Linked DNA regions of Mus musculus: region 1 is linked to region 2. A link is a contact called in public Hi-C data. All regions are on one chromosome and are shown on one strand. The core of a region is the stretch at or near the end of the contact, and the rest is flanking DNA. Distances in the headings are between cores, read along the strand shown.

Evidence for each region. A called contact is a pair of places that touch in the nucleus more often than the background predicts.
Region 1: a contact with region 2 is called in a Hi-C map of liver, with 2.5 times the contacts expected there. The contact joins two enhancer-like sites. A contact is called at or near these places in 3 of 39 promoter capture datasets (the 3T3-L1 cell line, the HPC-7 cell line and cranial neural crest), 1 of 484 Hi-C or Micro-C datasets (liver) and 1 of 9 other capture datasets (embryonic stem cells).

What each region holds. Positions count from the first base shown.
Region 1 is chr2:165,466,706-165,469,886 of GRCm38.p6, forward strand. All of the region lies in intron 1 of Slc13a3 (solute carrier family 13 (sodium-dependent dicarboxylate transporter), member 3), which reads right to left. Among named protein-coding and RNA genes, the nearest start is that of Slc13a3, 4.9 kb to the right of the region's middle. Within about 2 kb of position 1,291, at least 13 of the 459 cell types and tissues checked have an H3K27ac peak or open chromatin away from gene starts, as enhancers often do. A contact at or near this core is called in liver, where this site is marked.
Region 2 is chr2:165,008,830-165,012,072 of GRCm38.p6, forward strand. It overlaps Ncoa5 (nuclear receptor coactivator 5), which reads right to left. Exons shown (of 8, transcript NM_144892.1): 4 at 1,622-1,758; 5 at 494-620. Among named protein-coding and RNA genes, the nearest start is that of Ncoa5, 24 kb to the right of the region's middle. Within about 2 kb of position 1,577, at least 15 of the 459 cell types and tissues checked have an H3K27ac peak or open chromatin away from gene starts, as enhancers often do. A contact at or near this core is called in liver, where this site is marked.

The DNA.
Region 1 (3,181 bases), core at 41-2,540, 460 kb after region 2:
GGGCTTTAGGAGGCATGCACACTCTGAAACCAGGACCTCTGTTTAAACCCAAGCTGACTACTCTCTGTTGCCAAGTATCCTTCATGTGTCAGGCTATGTTCTAGACCTCAGAGACACAGAGGGAACTGTATGTAGCAAATAAAGTTTTGCCCTGGCACTCACCACAGCCCAGAATAAGATGTAGATATGAAACAGGGCAAGACTGTACACAGTGCTGTGCAGACAATAAGCAGGTGGTATAGCTTTAGAGAAGTTCTGTGGGGGTGAGTGGGGCAAGATTTTTAAAGTGGTCATCCAGGAGGACTCCTTGGAGGCAGTGCCCTTGTGCTCAAGACTTCGATAACCATAGCCTTCCAGCTGCAGCTGATTAGGGTAAGAGAATTCCAGAGGCAGAGTGGGTGCAAAAGTCCTGAGGTAAACATGGCAGGGCAGGTGTGAAGAAGTAGGAGGCTTATGAGTGGCTGGAAGAGAGTAAGAAAAGAAGTGAGGGCAGGAGAGAGTTCTGATCGTGTTTCCTAGTTTCTGCCTCTGGTGGTCTGACAGCCAGAAGGGCTGCGCCATAAAAGGTGCGTCGATTCCTAAAGATGAGAAGCCTGCACCATTTCTTGCCTGTTAGTCTGCTTAGAGGGTCTGCTCCAAGCTGCTGTTCACCTCCTCAAATCACAGAGGGCCAGACAGCATCTGGGGACAGCCCTGTGTCCCAGAGCTCACTGAGCTCCTACCAGCGGTCGGCCTTGACCAGTTGCCCTGCCTCAGCTTTCATTCCCAGCAGCCCTTCCTCCCTGCCTCTGCCTCCCGAGGGCCCTGGGCTTCCTGGGTACTCTTGGCGGAATGGTGGCCTGCTCATGTTTCTAAGGCAGCTGTGTGTGTGAAGAGCTTCTTCCTTCATGACAGTTACCCTGTGGCTAGGAACTCCCTGACCAATCCCAGCACCACGAGGAAAGGTGGCAGGCAGGTGACAGTGCTGGGCCGGACCCGAAAGTGACTTGAGACCTCTGCTAATGTCCAAGTTGGTCTACTACCTTAGACCTTGGAGGCCGCCTTGCTTGATGTCAAAGGACCGCTTCCATTGAATATAATGTGCCACGCACATAGTAGGCTCTCAGCCAGACTCAGAGTAGGTGCTCAGCCAGTGCGGCTTCTTCATGTTCCTGCCCTCTGGGGTCAGGGTTCCCTGAAGCTTAGGGTGGGGTAAAGGGAGGCCCACTTTTCCTGCCTCTTCCAACACAGCCAGCAGTGTCCTGCCCTCCTCCCCGTCCCCACTCCATCCAGGCCAGGATCCATGGGGCAGATGCCTTCTGGCTTGCCAGCCTGACCCTAGGTAAAAGCTTGTCTGTCCCTGTCACCCAAGCACCATGGTAAACAAGGCAAAAGGCCTGAGGACAAGCAAGACTTTGGCCTCAGCCCGGGAAGCATCCTATGACTGTCATCCATCCACCAGCACTCACAGAACCAGAGCCCCTCAGAGCTGATCTGCATGGGGCGGGCGGAGAGGACCACGGGAGCGCCTCACCAGGGTCACGGGAGGATTTGTGAGAAGTGCACGGCTAGAGCTTGGCTGGCGACCAGCATTCCTTTGTTCTCTTATGCAACTTGGATTTGCTGTCTACTACAGGTCAGGCCCTATGCTGGCTGAAGACAGGGAGGTAGGGACAGAGAACCCTGCCCTCCTGGAGCTGACCTCCCTCGGGGGCCGGGGGGTGGGGGGGGGGGCGGCGATGTAGATGGCATGCTGACAGATACATCGCTTAATATGTGACAGATTGCCGGCTGGTGATAAAGGTTGTCAGGGAAAGGAGCAGAGAAGACAGTAGAGTGTGAGGATTTTCCCTTTTAGAGAGGACCTGAAGGTGGTGGCGGGGAAGCCTTGGAGGAGGTGGTGTGAACCACATAGGTAAACTGAGGGAGCCAGCCTTGCAGACTGCTCAGACAACAGTGGTCCAGGCAGAGGGAAACGCATATACATAGGCCCTGGAGTGAGCGCCAGTTCTGAGGCCCGGCCTCCCCTTGGTCTCTGCCATCACACGTGTGAGCTGCTCTCTGTCCATTCAATCATTACAGACCTGGATTTTCACAGACGGACCCCCACACAAAGGCTCCCCTGTAAGACAGTGTTTTTAAGTTTTCTAGAGGGGAGTGTGGGAGGACAGGACAGGCTTGTGGTCTTTGAAGAAGTAAACAAGAGGAATGTGACCAAGTAGTTGGCAGAGCTGTTCCTAACTTTCTAGGATTCAATGGTGTGTGTGTCTGTGTGTGTGTGTGTCTGTGTGTGTGTGTGTGTGTGTGTTTTCATATATAATGTGTCTGCTTACCTAGAGACTAGCATCGGCCTCCTCGAGACTGAGTGTCTCAGTGGCCCGGAGTTCACTAATTAGGCTGGCCTGGCCGACCAGTGAGTCCCAGGGATGCCTCTGGCTCTGCCTCCCACAGTGAGGGATCACAGATGCACACGACATTTTCTCACATGTTCTCAGGATTGAACTCAGGTCCCCACACTTCCAAGGTGAGAGTTTTATGATCTGAGCTGTCAGTCCCTCCCATGTGCCCCCTTCCTCCTCCCCTCGCCACCCCTATCCCTTTCTGGACTTCAGTGAAAAGCCAGCTAAGTGAAGACATTCAGCAAGGTCTGGTCATGGAAAGTGTCAACCACAGGGCTGGAAGTCAATTGTTTTTCCAGAAATCTCCACCAGGGCTTTACACCACCTGGTTATCTTGTCTTCCAATGCTCAGGGCCGAGAGAGAGCATGGACAGGCTCTGGGTTGGTGATCAGAAGCTATGTGACGTCGGGAACATGACTCAACTTCTGTCGCCATCTCCTCATCTGATGAGGATGGCCACTGTATTTCCTTCTTAAGACCACTATGGGAGCGAAAGGAACTGAGGTGTGATATCCAAGCTCAGGTGGGGAGGGGCCAAGGTGCTAGCTGTTGTTATGGCAACGAATGTCCAAGTCCTGTATTGCCCTGAGCTGTGTCTGAATTCACAGCCCACTGAGATAGGGATCCCTTGCCTACCAAGAAGGAAAGGAGACTCAGACATTCTGCCTTCAAGCCCAGAGCCATCTCCTCTATTCCTTCATCTTAGGGCCCCTATTCATCCATCACTAATGCTCCCTGAGCCTCGGTTTCCCTTATCTGACAATGTAAGTACCCCCCATTCTTGAATATTGAGCTCAAAAGT
Region 2 (3,243 bases), core at 327-2,826:
TCCTTTCTCAAAGGAATAAGGAAGGAGGAGAGCCTATGCTGTCATTTGGCTTTTGCACCATCCATACACTTATGTGCATGTACATACACACACACACACACACACACACACACACACACACACACACACACACACACACACACACACACAGCATCAGAAAAGAGAAGCCTTGTCTTTAGTAGGTTTGCTAAGCTAAGAAGATACATGTCTGAAGTCACTGTAACTCTGACTCTTCAAGTAGAAAACATGGTCAGGAAGAGGGCAGAAGCAAGGAAGGCAGCACCGAGACACTGACAGGGGGCATGTCTTGCGCACAGTTGGACTTTAGAGGAGGCCATGTTTGAACCTTTATGTTGGGTTTTCTGTCACTGAGTGGAAGAGCTCTAGCTTAGGCTCAGATAATAACAGTGGGGCAGCCAAGTCGGTGCGCCTCTGGAGCTGCTGAGCACCGACCCCTTTCCATACCGAGGAGCAACAAGCACGGGCTTCTTACTTAGTCTGTTTGTTGACCACAATAACTGAGCAATCCACAGGCCTCTCAGCATCAAAGCGTCGCTGGATCTCCTCAAAATACCGACGATAAAGCTCCTCTCTACGTCGTTCCTCACGTTTCAAACGCTCTGCAAGACACCAGCAGGGGAAACATAAGGGCTGTCCTTCTATAATGCAGTCAGACATTCTGAGTTAATCCCCAGGTCTCTCATTCGTAACCATATTTTACTTTTTTCTACTATCTTAAATCCATCAAGATAAAACCTTGGGTGACAGGCCACAGCCACTGTAATGCTTTATATAATTCTACTACTAAACTGACCAAGAAAAGAAGTTAGTTATGTTTTAAAAAGGTGGATCACCCAGTGTGGTGACTCATGTCTGTACAATTCCAGCACTTGGAAGACTGAGGCCAGAGGACTGCAGAGTTCAAGGTCTGCCTAGCTTAACACAGTGACCTCCAATCAGCAAGGTCTACTCCTGTTTAAAAAAAAAAGAAAAAGTTGGACAAGATGCCAGGGAGGTGGAGCCAGGCCGGGATTATAGCAACTTTCCCAAAATCAGCAGCTGTCTATCTCTCCGACACTGGACTCTGTCATTCTTCCCAGTTCTCTAATGTTTCTAATGTAAATTTGTCTGGATTTTCTTTGAAGCAAACAAACAAACAAACAAATCAAATTTCCCAATTCCCAGTATTAGTTAAATGGGCAAGAGTAGATGAGTTTCCCCCCATCTCTAATTGGCCAGTACAAAACAGTTTGACACTCTTTGCAGATAGTCTTACCTTTAGCTACCTAAAGAAGCTACCTAGAAGCTGTTAGGTAAGAATGACAAAGACACATGAAACCCCACCCCGTAAGTGTGGTCAGTTACCTGCAAAACAGTGACAAGGCAAGGAAGTCCCAGCCCCTTCACCTGCAACCTTCTCCTCATTTGTCAACATTACAATTTCTCATTTCCTGTAGGATGATTAAACTACAAGATAATGCTAATTTGCATTTAAAAATCAACATTAACATCTGTGGACTGCCTGGCTGAATCACTGAGCCCTTTGTGTAGAGGTGCTGGTGTCCACAAATCTTTGGTGACTTCCCCCTCCAGTAATGGGAACACACTGATGCGGCTTCACCTTTTGCTCGAGATTGACTCTCTGGGCCAGGAGGGCCCCGTCCATCAAAGCTATCTCTGTACCGGTCAAAGTACGAGTCATCCTTCCTCCGGCAATAGTCATCCACCCTCAGATAACGGTCATATGAGCCTTCTCTCCTGAAAAGTCAAGGACAATTTCTCATGTTACAACTCGGCCCTATGTGGCAAAAATCAGATGGAGAGAATGCTTCAAAACTCAAGTCCGCCAGGGCAGTCATAAGAACTACCATGCAGGGTTATATGCAGGACGTGTTCACAGTCTCTGGGGCTGTGACTGATTAACTTACCTCACAAAACGACGAGGACTTGAGATGAAGAGAGATGGGATACAGACAGCACTTGGGCAAATGAAAAACAGTTGTTGGACGAACCATTTTATACCTTCTCCATCTCTCTTCCCTGCGCTTTTAAAAAACTGCTGTAGAGTATGTATCAATAACTTGTCATTATAGTCTTTTTTTAGGCAGGGTCTCCTGTGGCCTTGAGCTTGCTCTATAGCTAAGGCTGCCTTTGAACTCCTGTTCTCGTGCCTCATTTCTCTGTGCTGCGATCACAGGTGTGTATCACCAGTACTTTAAACCATCTAAGTGCACCCTCACCTGCACTGTAACCCCAGTGCCATGTAGCTGTCACCACTACCCATTTCCAATTGTTAGATAACCTCAAACAGAAGTCTACATAATTTGCCTGCTTTCCCCAGCCCCTGACAATATGTATTTCTTAACTTTATGGATTTGTCTATTCCAAAGATGTCAAATAAGTGGAATTACATGGTAGCTGTTGTGCTTTTTTTTGGTGTGTGTGGCTTATTTTATATGTTTTCCGTGTTCACCTCTGTCTTAACATCTATCAACATTTCATAAACATGACTGAACAACCTTCCTATCATTTGCTGATGGGTATCTGGGTTCCGTTGCCTTGTGGTTTATATGGCTAGTGCTGCTATGCACACTCACACATGACTATATGAATCCTCCTCAACTCTTTAACACTGTGTATGTGGTGTTTGTACTGAGTGTATAGAGACCAAAGGTTGGAGTCCTGTGCCTTCCTTGACCACTTTTTAAAAAAATATTTATTTATTTTATGTATATAAGTACACTGTCACTGTCTTCAGACACACCAGAAGAGGGCATCAGATCTCATTACAGATGGTTGTGAGTTACCATGTGGTTGCTGGGATTTGAACTCAGGACCTCTGGAAGAGTTGTCAGTGCTCTTAACCACCGAGCCATCTCTCCAGTCCCTTTGATCTCTCTTAATGTTATTCTTTGAGAAAGTAAGAGAGTCCCTCATTGAACCTGGAGTTCATCTGTTTGTCAAAGATGGTTGGCCAAGAACTCCAGGGATCCACTTGTCTTCTACCGCCTTAGTGCTGAGGCTACAGAGGCATGCACCATGCTTGGTTTGTCTGTGGGTACTGGGGATTAGCACTTTGGTCCTCCTGTTTGTGCAGTAGATACCTGACTGGCCAAGCAGTCTTCTTAGAAGCCCTACATTTTTGAAGTTTTGAGGAACTCCTGAACCATTTTTCACAGTGGTTTAAACTAGACTTCTTGCCTCATCTCCCTGTGCTAGGATTACAGGTATGTACTACCACAC